Regions from separate parts of the Oncorhynchus mykiss genome. Here region 2 is linked to region 1. The links are chromatin contacts, called in public Hi-C maps. All regions are on one chromosome and are shown on one strand. The core of a region is the stretch at or near the end of the contact, and the rest is flanking DNA. Distances in the headings are between cores, read along the strand shown. Region 1 holds the start of tnrc6c2 (trinucleotide repeat-containing gene 6C protein). Region 2 overlaps tnrc6c2 (trinucleotide repeat-containing gene 6C protein).

What was found. Hi-C and Micro-C count contacts between places; a contact is called where the count stands out from the background.
Region 2: a Hi-C map of blood shows a contact between it and region 1, with 5 times the contacts expected there. A contact is called at or near these places in 3 of 3 Hi-C or Micro-C datasets (blood and liver).

The regions. Positions count from the first base shown.
Region 1 is chr17:27,051,075-27,057,677 of USDA_OmykA_1.1, reverse strand. tnrc6c2 (trinucleotide repeat-containing gene 6C protein) reads right to left here and starts at 3,227. Exons shown (of 21, transcript XM_036949496.1): 1 at 2,412-3,227.
Region 2 is chr17:27,095,987-27,102,226 of USDA_OmykA_1.1, reverse strand. It overlaps tnrc6c2 (trinucleotide repeat-containing gene 6C protein), which reads right to left. Exons shown (of 21, transcript XM_036949496.1): 5 at 3,275-6,025; 6 at 1,079-1,288; 7 at 244-491. Among protein-coding and RNA genes, the nearest start is that of tnrc6c2, 45 kb to the right of the region's middle.

The DNA.
Region 1 (6,603 bases), core at 1,978-4,477:
CTGTGGGTTTGCCTACTCTGCTCATGATGTTTTGTCTGCAAGGCTGTTGAGGACATCGATGGAGATAATCCAAAACGGCTTGTGTTCTTACATCCGCCTCAGGCAGCCTTCACTCTAATTTCAAACAAATGATCCTTCTGAACAGGAGATAAGGAAGGGTTTTGGTGTAGTGTTGCTAGGCAGCCATCCCTCGGCTCCTTTACAAGACTCTAATCAAAACAAACGTGTCGTAATCAGTCCGGGAATGAAACAGCTCCCTCTCCAGTTCCATGCATATTTCATTCCCTAAGCACAGCTCTACATTGTTTTACAACATCAAAACTGTCAAGTCAAATATTTTAATAAAGAATGCTTTTTTTCATTAAAAAATAAATACAAATTGTAACGGAAGGCAAAACAATACCTGTAGGTTACAGGAATGTCATAAGTAGCCAACATCCTCATCATGTTAATACAACATGCCAAGTCAGTCCCTACACTGCCCCTTCCATCCCCATTGCCCCATCACCTGCTGTTGTCTGGAGAGGGTAATGTGACCACATGTCTCCAATCCCAAACAGTTTATGCATATATTATGACTTTTTTTATTTTTGGTCTTCGGCGAGGGTTTTTCCCAGCTGTTCGCAGAGCCGAAGTCTACGCCCCATCGCCGGCCATTGGTCAACAGTAGGGATACTTCAAATAAGTGTCTGTTGTCCATAAACGATGTTCAAAAAACACTTGAGAAATACTGCACCAAACATCTTAGATGTCAAATTAAAGTGACTAAGTGTTGAGTTATCCTAGATTCATTTGAGTATTTTAAGGAATTGTATACTGGTTAAGGCATCTCCAAATGGACAAAGAGTACTATTGTAGCCTTTTCTCATTTTTCAAGAGAAGGTCTTTTAAGGGAGTATGCGAGCAAACTCGTTCAGCCAGCTGAACCAAAGCATGCAGAAACCTTAAGCCACCAAACAGTATGGCAACCGACATAACTCCCCTTCACCAGCGACTGGCTTTCTCCCCACCCCCTTTTCACTTCCACTGAGTACATACAGACCCCTAAAACGTATTTACAATTTTCCCATCCCCTCCCCCTTGTATGCCCCCACCAGGGGGAGTTGAACAGGGTTGGCGAAGGAGGGGGGTGCCCGTCCCCCTGACCCTGGGGGAGAGGAAGGTTGCTGGGGTGGAGGGTTCAGGGGCTGTCAGCTGGGCTGAGGCGTTGCAGGGTGGAGGGAGAGGGGAGGCACCTTTACGAACTGATTAAGAACTGCAGCGCATTAACCAACTGGCAGCCAGAGCCTTCAGCTTGACATTAATGGTCACACTCCTCCCGGTAAGTACGTTAAGCATACTATATACCCACCATGTTCCCCCACTCCCGGTCTTTCTCACTGCTCGCTATGCATTTCATTATTGCCCCACTGGTGTCTGACGATTGAGATAAGATGGGGGGTGGGGACTACAGGATCTACTCCACCACTTTGGTATGGGAGGATGCATATGGATAGCATGGGGAAAGCGACAGTTCAATCACAACTCATACCTTCCTCTACTGTATGAAAAGGGGGTAGTGATGTCTAACAAATAAACAAACACTGCCCAGTGCAGTCCACATTATTGTAGCAATTTGATGGAATGTAATCAGAGGAATAACAATGAATGGTCTCAAATGTTATGGTGTGTGTGGTCTGCCTTTAGCCTACATTTCAAGATCAATATGACACAATCAACTGACTTATGACATGGAAAGTATTCCCACTTCAAGAAAAGCTGCTCTGTTCCTACAACACACATGTATTCGCTAGAATCATGAGAGCCAGTCAATTCCAGTGTCATTTCAACCCGCGCTAAACCGACCACTAATTAGATTATGATATAATCTGCCTCTGGTGTTCCTGGTTTGCGATTCTGAACACAAAACCCTCGTGCATTTACATCCAAACCCATGGATAAATCATGGTTTGTATTTTAGAGGAGGCAACCCCTGTCAATAACAGCTAACGTTACTAACGAGTTCTCATCAAATTCTTTATAACCGTGAAACTATGATGATCAGCAATGCGCGTTACCCTTGTAGTTATATTTAAAACTTCAGCTTGTTGGCATCAAGTCTTATCAGCCTAGCTACTATCATTGACATTAGCTCGTTGACTGTAAAGCAAAAATAAATACTGACTCGGCTCAGTGTAATGTCATGGTGGTAGGAATTTAACTTGCCATCTAACATAGCTGACGTAATGTATTGCTATAAATCATCAGCTAATACAAGCTAGTAAATAAAAGCAACGTAACTATGAAAACTGGAACAGTAGAAAAACACTAACGGTAGTGTTAGTGCTCGAGTCACATAATAATAGAACGCAATGTATGTGGCGGCTTGTCAAACAAGCTGTGGTTTTGGATATCAATAAAGTATTCCTTACCTTGCGTAATAACACGTTGAGCTTTGGCAGCTTTCAATACAGAGTTGGTGCATGAAAGAGAACGATGCAGAAAAGCATTCTGCTGTGCCTTTTCCGAAAAATACCCGTAAATTACAAATCAGGAATTCAGTCTTCGCAGTTATCCAGCTAGCTAGCATTAGCCAAGTGCAGCTCTCTTGCTGCAGGGGCTTACTGACTGACTGGATAACTGTTTGAGCAGCTTAATAACAAAAATACCGAGATCGATACTTGAAATACACACAGTAAGAAATTTGTATTTTAGCGCAACGATGCACTAAAAGTAAAATTTTCGAAACAAAAAAAACATGCTAAACGTAAGTATCACGATATAGAAACAAAAGCAACAAAACGAAAAAGCAAGAGAAACAATTCCGACTCAAAAAGTAGCGGAGTTAACGTTAGCTAGTTGGCATTAGTCATCGACTGTTGTAAGGAGTAATTTGCAAATGAAAGAAAATAGGCAGATTTCAGTAAATTGTCGACGAAAATGGCTAGCTAGCTAGGAAACTTGGGTTAAAGTGCAAAATGAAATTATTTGTGTTTAGGCCGCTAGCTGAGGAGCTAGCAGGTTAGCAACAACATCTGACCGACGACCTTGCTACTACGAATGCAAATTGAAAAACGAATCCAAGAAAATACATTCTCGAAAAATCCAAATGTAGGAGTGGACAGTCATAATGCGTTCAGTGAGCTCTCATTGACAGCGTTCTTGCAGCCATTTTGTTCAAACTAAAACCGCTCGCTCTCTCCTCTGAGCAGAAATAATGTAGGAAGTGGCCCCCATGCCCAAGCAGCCAATCCACGTGATCTCCCACTAACAACACAGCATGATCCAGCCCCGTCGTACCCTTGACAATAGCAGTCTGATTTTCTCATTAGAATAAATGATGGACAGGCAGATAGAGGCTGATAAAATAGTGCATGTCTTATTTGCAGCCTACCTTGGGCACTCTTCAGTTGCATATGTGTGGTAATCACTGCCATATAGGTTATTTCTGTAGGCCATGTACATCATCAATACGTTTATATTTATGGCAATGCAAAATAACACATTGAGTTCTGTGAATAAAAGGCTAAATAGTTTCAGTAATGTATCAACATAGTATGTGATTAGTTTGCAAATTAGAAGTTTATGTTAGAAGAATACATATTTTTACAAGGGCCCTTGATTCTATCACATAACCTTCCTCAAAATCTTGAAGTCCACCAAGAAGGAGCATATTTAAATTCCAGACTAATTAACAATTGATTGATGAAGGACAACTATTCCCCTTGTTCTGCTTCTCAGATTCAAGAAAGGATTCTGGCCCCAACTCATTCTCAATGCCTCTTTTCTTATGGAAATGACCATGCATTGTGCAGCATGCACACAGTGAGAATAGGTCAAAGTTGTGGTCCACAAGGGGGGGACTGACCAGTGAGAACAGCCTAGCCTAGACTGCACAGCCCCATAGATCACAGCAGAGACTGTCAATGAGAAAGCCAGAGGCCAGACAAAGTTTCTTCCTATTCAAGGCAAGCTGCCCAAAGCTATTGCGGAATTCAACTCTAGCTGAATGGGGAAAACAGCTGTTTAAACTTGGGGGTTAAAGGAGGTGAGCAAAGAAGGCTGCATTCCTTGGAGTTTGCATGTGATAACAAACTTGTAATACTACCACACACACAGTGAGCTCCAAAAGTACAACTATGAGGTTAAAATACAGACTGTCAGCTTTAATTTGAGTGTATGTTCATCCATATTGGGTGAACAGTTTAGAAATTACAACCCTTTTTGTACATAGTCCCCCCATTTTTGGGGACCAAATGTATTCTGGCAAATTCACTTATATGTGTATTAAAGTAGTAAAAAGTTAAGTATTTGGTCCGATATTCATAGCACGCAATGACTACATACATCAAGCTTGTGACTACACATTTGTTGGATGCATTTGCTGTTTGTTTTCGTTATGTTTAAGATTATTTTGTGCCCAATAGAAATGTATTGTAAATCATGTATTGTGTCATTTTAGAATCACTTTTATTGTAAATAAGAATATAATATTTTCTAAACACTTCTATATTAATGTGGATTCTACCATGATAATGGGGATGCCACCATGAATCCTGAATTAATTGTGAATAATGATGAGTGAGAAAGTTAGGGGCACAAATATCCTACCCCCAAGACATGCTAACCCCTCACCATTACAATAACAGGGGAGATTAGCATTTGGGGGGTTATGATATTTGTGTTGGCGTAGACGCAAAAAAAAAAGAAAACAGTGTCACTGTCCCAATAGCAATGCCATCCAGGCAGGCTAATGCAGAACTAACATCCACGTTTGCACAACTCTCATCACCAATTCTGTGACCTCACAAGTCATTAGTGCACTTTAAAAAGAGAGATGGAGATCTATGCCCCCACATAGGACACCATCACATCTCCCACTGTAACAGTGAGTGGCAAATAGATGGACGTGAATAAAGGGGAGAACAAAAGAGTAAACAATTGACATCTATTCTGAGTTTACATCCTAAATGGCACCTTTTTCCATACATAGTGCACTACTTTTGACCAGAGCCAGTCAAAAGTAGTGCACTACATAGGGAATAGGGTGCCATTCGGGACAATACTTAATCAATGACGCTATTTTTTTTAGGTGTCTCGTATTATTCTTTGACTTGGGCCAATTTCCCTAATTGCTTTCACATTTAAGCTAGCCGTCTGATGGAGTGGCGGCAATGAGAAAGGTCTGGTTGATATTCTGATAAGAGGAAATGCAGACGTGAGGCGAGGCGGACGGACTGCGGCGCTGGCAATCACTCACTTTCTCCTCTCTTCTGCTCTCCTGGGATACTCCTCTCCTCCGTCTTTCCCTTTCTTTCTTTTCTTCGTTTAAGCGCCCTGTGCTCATGTCTTTTGTTTTAATTCCAGTTCAATCATGAGTGCGTTCCACAGAAGGTTTTAATTTCATGCTGCCGTAAGATCTTGCTAGCAGAGAGACACTCCCACACACAAGTTACTGTATATCTGCGCACACACACTATTGTGGCTACATGTATATCTGATGCATGTGCTTTGGCAACAGTTTAACATTTTATACTTTAAGCATGCTTGCCATGAGGGGAAGTATCACTCCCTTCAGAAACATTTATAGACAGTCAAAACTGAGACAGACACAAAATCAGGAACCAATTGTACAAAGCGAATATCAAGAGGTTCGGCATTTCTTTAAGAAACAGACGGACATATTCCATGTGTTATGATGATGAAGAATACTAGCCTGGTCCCAGATCTGTTTGTGCTGTCTTGCCAACTCCTATGGTCATTGGCGAGCTTAACATTGAAGTTGTCAAGCCCGCAGAAACAGATCTTGAACCAGGTCAGAAGAATAGTACATCTACATGACAATCCAGCTTTTCCAACAGTCTACAATTTATCAGTTCTCATAACACTAAAGACCCTCTCCCAATTTCAGTTTATTGCCTTATCTTGTGGAATTAGGAATTAACAAAATAAATATGACCGGGTGAGAAGCCAAACAATTCACTGAACGATGAGCCAAAAAGTGGATCTTTGCTTAGACTCCCTCCCTTGTCATTACGTCTGAAAATGGCACCCTATTCCATATATAGTGCACTACTTAGTATTGTAACTAATGCACTATATGCAGTAGACAGGGAACCCATCACTGGTTCCCTGTCTGGTGCAGAATGATAGATGATAGGCCAGGTTTTTGGTATTGATCATGAGTCCTGAATCCTCCAGTCTGGAGATTATGCCTAGGAGTAATCAAAATGCAGACAGTGGCTGCCGCTCCGTTCAAAGTGACATTTCCAAAGGTATGACTTGACGTATGCTAAATGCTCCACTGATGATAATTCTGACATGGGAGTACCAAGAGACAACAACCAAAGTAGAGCCTGAGTGTCCCCAACTCTGCTGTTTTCACCCTACTGAATAGACAGGTGACTATCAACGCTCCACGCACCAATAATACAAACCAAAACATAATTACACGCCGCTACAGATTCATTTAGCAATCTATAATTTGTGAAACTAGTACATTTTATTTTACTGTATTAGTGGTAGGGCTGTCATATTACCAATACTGCCATCTTCTCTGAGGGCCATACCATTGTAATGCGAGAAGAGGGGCTTTAGAAAGCATATTGCCATACCCATCAGGTG
Region 2 (6,240 bases), core at 952-3,451, 46 kb before region 1:
CCAACCTAAGTGTATGTAAACCTCCGACTTCAACTGTACATGCATTTAAATACATGGATTCTGAAACAATTTCAAATCATTTCAAATACTGTGCTTGACTGAACTTGCCTGGCTTAATGGACAAAATAATCACAAAACTGTAACCCCCCCCCTCAAGGAGGCTGGAGAAAAGGTCATTGAAATATATAAAATAGTATGAAACCAGGTCTGATTCTGACATTGCAAAATGTATCACATTCATACCGGGAAACCCATGTCAGTGAGCTGCTTGATGAGACGGTTCATGATCCAGGCTTCGTCTGGCTGGTTGCCCATCTTGCCCTTGGTCGGGCCCTTCTTGGGTGGCTGGCCCCACGAGTTACAGGAGGAGCTGTTCTCCTGGGAGGCGGGGCTGTTCCACACATCTCCGGCATCAGCATCCCATTGGCCAGAAGACATGCCCATCTCCTCCTCCCTCCCACCTCCCCAACCATCTTGCATAGATTTGAGGGCTGGATGAGGAGCAGTGCAGGGTAGATGTTAATGTTGTAGAGTTAAATACTAATTCAAAATTATTTAGTAAGTGCCTTCTTGTAATATAACTAGTTCACTGAAATCTGACACCTGACTTCAGTGCCAAACAATAGTCTCAAGCTAACCTCAGTATCTGTGTTTCTGCTGAACCAATATACTGCAGTCTGGAGTAGCACGTTGACAAGCAAGAATTTAACTGTACCATGTGCATGGGACCAATACACTTTGATTTGAGTTTTGACTGCTTGCAAAGATCAAGGGCAACCCCTTTGCGTGCAATTGGCAATGCAACCACTTGGTGCCAGTATTGTCACACAAGTCCCTTCATTTCTTGCTTGCCTTCTAGTATAACAATTATTTAAAAAGCACAAACAAGAACTGCCACATTGATCAAAGCATGCAACCAGGGAAACCTCTAGTGACACAATGTTATTCAAGACATCTAGAAAAGCAAATCTTTAACAGAAACTTTCAGATGCATACAAACACAATAGGGTATTATTTTTGTTGTTGTTTACTGATGAGTGTTGACCATGTTCGTACACCAACGGCGTGTGGTCCTAACCTGGCTTGCAGGGTGCAGGTCCAGAGGGTCCGTTGTTTCCCCTCCTGTAGGGTCCATTGGGCTCGTGCCCTCCATCGCCCCAGCCTCCAGGAACACCAGGGGGTTTGCCCCAGGCAGAGGTGCCGTTGTCCACTGCAGGAGAGGGGCCAGCGGGCTCCCCCCACGCCGGCTCTGGCTTGGGCTGCTGGACACTGGGCAGCTCCCCCCAGCCTGGGAGAGGACATATTTATAATGTATGCTTTAAAGTTGTGTGTGCAACACAATTGCAAGTATATTCACTTACAAGACCAGCAAACAGTGATCTGACATATTGTTAGTAATTGCAGTCTGGCAGTCTAGTTTTACTGCCAGCCAACTGGTTCCATTACTGATGAAAATGGAACCATAAAACTACTGAGGAACAGTGTGTGCTAGCTTCCATTCATTCACTTGCTCTACACCCCGTTGTACTCTCAATCCTCAGGCTTTTCCTCGTAAAACAGTGAGCCAAGTTGTTACATGTTAATCAGAGGCAGTATCGTTATGTACCAAATGGCACCCTATTCTTTATATAGTGCACTACTTTTGACCAAGGCCCATAGGAAGGCAGAGAAGGGGGAGAGAGGAAGGCAGAGAAGGGGAGGGGGAGAGGAAGGCAGAGAAGGGGAGGGAGAGAGGAAGGCAGAGAAGGGGAGGGAGAGAGGAAGTCAGAGAAGGGGAGGGAGAGAGGAAGGCAGAGAAGGGGAGGGAGAGAGGAAGTCAGAGAAGGGGAGGGAGAGAGGAAGGCAGAGAAGGGGAGGGAGAGAGGAAGGCAGAGAAGGGGAGGGAGAGAGGAAGTCAGAGAAGGGGAGGGAGAGAGGAAGTCAGAGAAGGGGAGGGAGAGAGGAAGGCAGAGAAGGGGGGGAGAGAGGAAGGCAGAGAAGGGGGGGAGAGAGGAAGGCAGAGAAGGGGGGGAGAGAGGAAGGCAGAGAAGGGGGGGGAGAGAGGAAGGCAAAGAAGGGGGGGGAGAGAGGAAGGCAAAGAAGGGGGGGGGGGGGGAGGAGCAGGACGGCAGCCATGACTGTTTAATTCCTGGCCCAGTTCCCAGACCCTCTTGTCCGAGCTGGCTGAGTCCACTGAGGAGGACTGTAAAGCAGGCAGTCCAGAGCAGTGTGTGCCAAGCCTGGCTGATCAGTCTCTGGTTACTGGGGTTGTACATAGAGTAACAGCAGGGGGCACTGGCCTTTTAGCAAGAACAGTGCCTTCCTGCCACAGTCAGCTTTCACTGAAGCTTTTGTCTTTGCAGTGGGGTGCTTTGAAAAGCCCCGGCATTGTGCATGTTCAATAATGCTGAGCGATTAGTGCTTTTTGAGGTTGTTTCGGTTTCGATTAAACACATTTTCAATTCCAATAATTTTACATGAAATGCACTACGCATTATGTGGGTTAAATGCTGTAACAACACACAATAAAACAATAAATAAAAGTCCCATGATGGTAGTGACTGTCCATTACTGCTTATCACCTATTAACCTTCATTCACATGACTTTACTCAAATATCTCACTTGTTGTGTGTTTTATTTGATGACTATTGTTTAATTCCAAGTCATTATCTCATCTCTATAGAGCTGATGCCTGTATTGTCTGACAAAAATCACTATTTTAGTAGTTCTTCAAAGTGAATAAGGCACGACTGCTGAATACCAATTATCAATCATTTAGATCATGTATTTTCAGTTAGAGAACTGCTATGCAACTTGCTCTCTATCACTCTTGATCACACATTCTTCTGTCTCTTATGTAGCAGGTGTAAAAGAAACAGACCGGACAAGTAGGCACCCAATGGATTATGATCACTGTAGGTAATTACCAAACTCCCTCCCACATCGCACAGCTCGGGCTTCGTCTGTTCCATATCTAAAGAAACTGTGCTGTGTGCGCATTGAGCTCAAAGAAAACCCCCAAACAAAATGGAATTTAAATCATTGAACCATGTCGCTCAATTAGTTGCTTAAAAACGATTAATAAAACATTTCGGTTAATGGCACTGCACTAATATTCAATGACAAAATATATACTTGAACGTTGGATATATCCTTAGACATACGACATAAGTCTGTCACTTGCAGTCTTTCCAGTATAGGTTAATCACAGGGCTAATACCACAATACATTACAGAGGTGCATGATAACCAGTTTAACAGACATTTCAGACAGTGAATGGGGTCAGTTTCTTACCTGGGTTAGCCATAGGTGGTCTGCCCTGGGGTCCTCCGCCCTGGTGCGGGGCGGCGGTGTTGGCGGATCCATTGTTGTTGCCGTGGTGCTGGCTGTGTGGCGGGGGCTGTCCGTGGTGCAGGTGGTGGTGGTTCATGTGGTGGTGATTGTTGTTGCTAGGGGGGACGGAGGAGTGGTTGTTGTGGCTGTTGTTGATGGTCAAGCCTCCGCTACTCTTGCTGGTCGGCGGCTGGGTGGAGTTGTTCCCTTGGTTACCGTTACCTCCAGTGGGGTTGTTGCGGTCCCACATATTCACGGTCTTGTTGTAGGCGCTGGGGTCTCCCCAGGTGGACGTGCCGTCATCGATCTCCATCTTGCGGCGGATGGAGGGAGGAGAGGGTTCCTCCCAGCCAGTGGGCTCCATCGCTGGGTCGGGTTTGGCTCCGGAGCTCCCCGGGCCCCAGCCGGGGTTGGAACTCTGCCTTACAGATGCAGGGCCGCCCCAGGACCCCATGCTGCCTCCTCCTGGTCCACCTCCTCCACTATTGCAGATGGGGCTTTCCTGAGGCTTGGAGCCCCATCCTGGTGCTGGGCTGCTGGGGCTTTCCTGGGGCTTGGAGCCCCATCCTGGTGCTGGGCCGCTGGGGCTTTCCTGGGGCTTGGAGCCCCATCCTGTTGCTGGGCCGCTGGGGCTTTCCTGGGGCTTGGAGCCCCATCCTGGTGCTGGGCCGCTGGGGCTTTCCTGGGGCTTGGAGCCCCATCCTGGTGCTGGGCCGCTGGGGCATTCCTGGGGCTTGGAGCCCCATCCTGGTGCTGGGCCGTTGGGATGCTGGTTCTGGGGCTCCCCCCAGCCACCAACAGCAGGGGCAGGCTTCGACCCCCAGCCGCCCCCATTTCCTCCACCCCCTCTGGGGCTGTCCTTCCACCCTCCTCCTCCTCGTCCATTTCCTCCTTCCCACATGTGGCTGGAGGACCCATTCTTCTTCACCTCGGCCGGTTCCCTCCACTCTCCGCCGTTGGAGCCGTTGGATCCATTGGAGCCATTGCTGCCACTTCCGTGGCCGGAGCCCCAGCCGTGGGAGGAGGACTTGGGCCCCTCTCCCCAGCTCTGGGTTTGGTTCTGCTGGGTCTTGGCTGGCCCGTCGTCCCAGGTAGGGGAGGACTTCTCCTCAGGGACACCCCAGGATTGACCTTCACTCTTTGGGCCATTGTTTGTGGTATTGGGGCCTCGGGCCATGGGGTCCCCCCAGCCACTGACGGAACCGTTGGGGGCCTTGTTGACAGGCTGCTCCCCCCAGCTTGAGGGTGGAGGGCCTCCCCAGCCTGAAGGTCCCTCACTCTTGCCTCCGGGGCCCCCTGAGCCTGGCCTCTGAGATGGTCCCAGGCTGGGGTTGGCTCCCCCGTTCCGGGGGTCCGGTGGGGATCCAGAAGAGGGGCTGTTGGAGCCCCTCCATGTGTCCCCTCCACCGCCTCCCCTCATCTCGCTGGTCTTCCTATCGTTGGCGGCACGCTGCTCCTCCATCTCCCAGGAGGTGTGCTGGCGGACGGGCGTCTGGCCCCAGCCTGTGTTGCAGAGCACACGGGGGTCCAGGTCCTGCCGAGGCAGGGGAGGGGGACCTCCGTCCTCGCTGCCAGTCTGATCCCTGCGATGGATGTGCCCCTCGCTGCCACCGCTCCCGCTACCCTCACTAGCCGGGGCCGGGGTTGGCTGGCCCCAGGAGCTCACCTGCTGGTCCTGGGCTGGGCCATCTGAGGAATCCCAGCCTCCTTTGACCTCTCCTCCACCGCTGTGCTTCCCCCAGTCTCCTCCCCAGCCTCCTTCTCCACTGCCAGAGTGGCCCCAGCCGGACATGCCTCCGGAGGGTGCTGAGTCCCAGCCTGAGTTCTTGGAGGAGTTAGCGGATGTCTTGGTGTCTTCGTTGCCCCAGACGGAGCTCCCTGCGTCTCCGTTGAGCTGGGAGGACTCAGTAGGGGACTGGCCTCCCCAGCCGGGTAGCCCGTGGATGGGGCTGAGGGGCTGCTTAGTGTGGTGGCTGTTTTGTCCGTCAGTGTTAAGGTTGGGGTGTTCCATGCTGCTGAAAGACACATTCTTATTGGAGGACGGGGCATCAGGGCTCATCATGCCTCCCCAGGTGCTGCTGCTGTTGTTCTCGTCCCCTCCCAGGCTCCCATTGCCCAGGATACCGTTGGGTGGTAGTGAGGCAGGGTTCGGGCTACCTCCAGCCCCCTCTTGCCCCAGCACGGGCCAGGCCGAGGGGTTGGCGTTGGGGTTCAGGTTCAGGCTAAAGCTGGGCTGGGAGTTCCAGCTGGGTGCTCCTCCACTCCGACCCAGGTTGGGCCCAAGGCCGTCGGGTTTGGCTCCCTCAGTGGGGCCCATGGGGATGGGGCCTGGTCCGGAGCCCCAGCCCCTGCTGCCGATGGCTCCAACTCCCTGGCCACCGCTAGGCTGCATCATGCTAGCTACGTTAGCGACGTTAGCTTTGAGAGAGGAGGGGTAGTGGGCCTGCTGGCTAGTAGCCCCCGCGGCCATGCTCATGTTGCTGCTGGTCTCTGGGTTCGTACAGTCAACGGCTGTGGCACATTCTGGAGGATTCACTGGTCGGCTGACGCTGCTGCGACTGATGGAGGGCCAGGCCTCGGTGTCGCTCCCGTCGATGATCACTTGATCCCAGCTACTACTGGTGGTGCTGCTGCTGCGGTCGGTGGCTGGTGGTAAGGCTCCCCAGTGGGGATTCTCATGCTGGGCACCAGGACCACTCTGGAAGGGCAGGTCTGGAGGAGAAAAAGAGAGAGATATGTATTTGTTTAACCAGGAGAAAACATTTGAGAGAGACAGAGAAACAGAGAGAACACCATGTAATAAACTCCCTCAGCTCCTGGAGAAAGTCATTGTACTACTGTATCTCCTTGGTTGGTTAAATTGTTACCATCCGACTTGGCAGCAGTGAGAGGAGAGCAATGGTCACGCTCTCCTGGTCTGTTCTCCA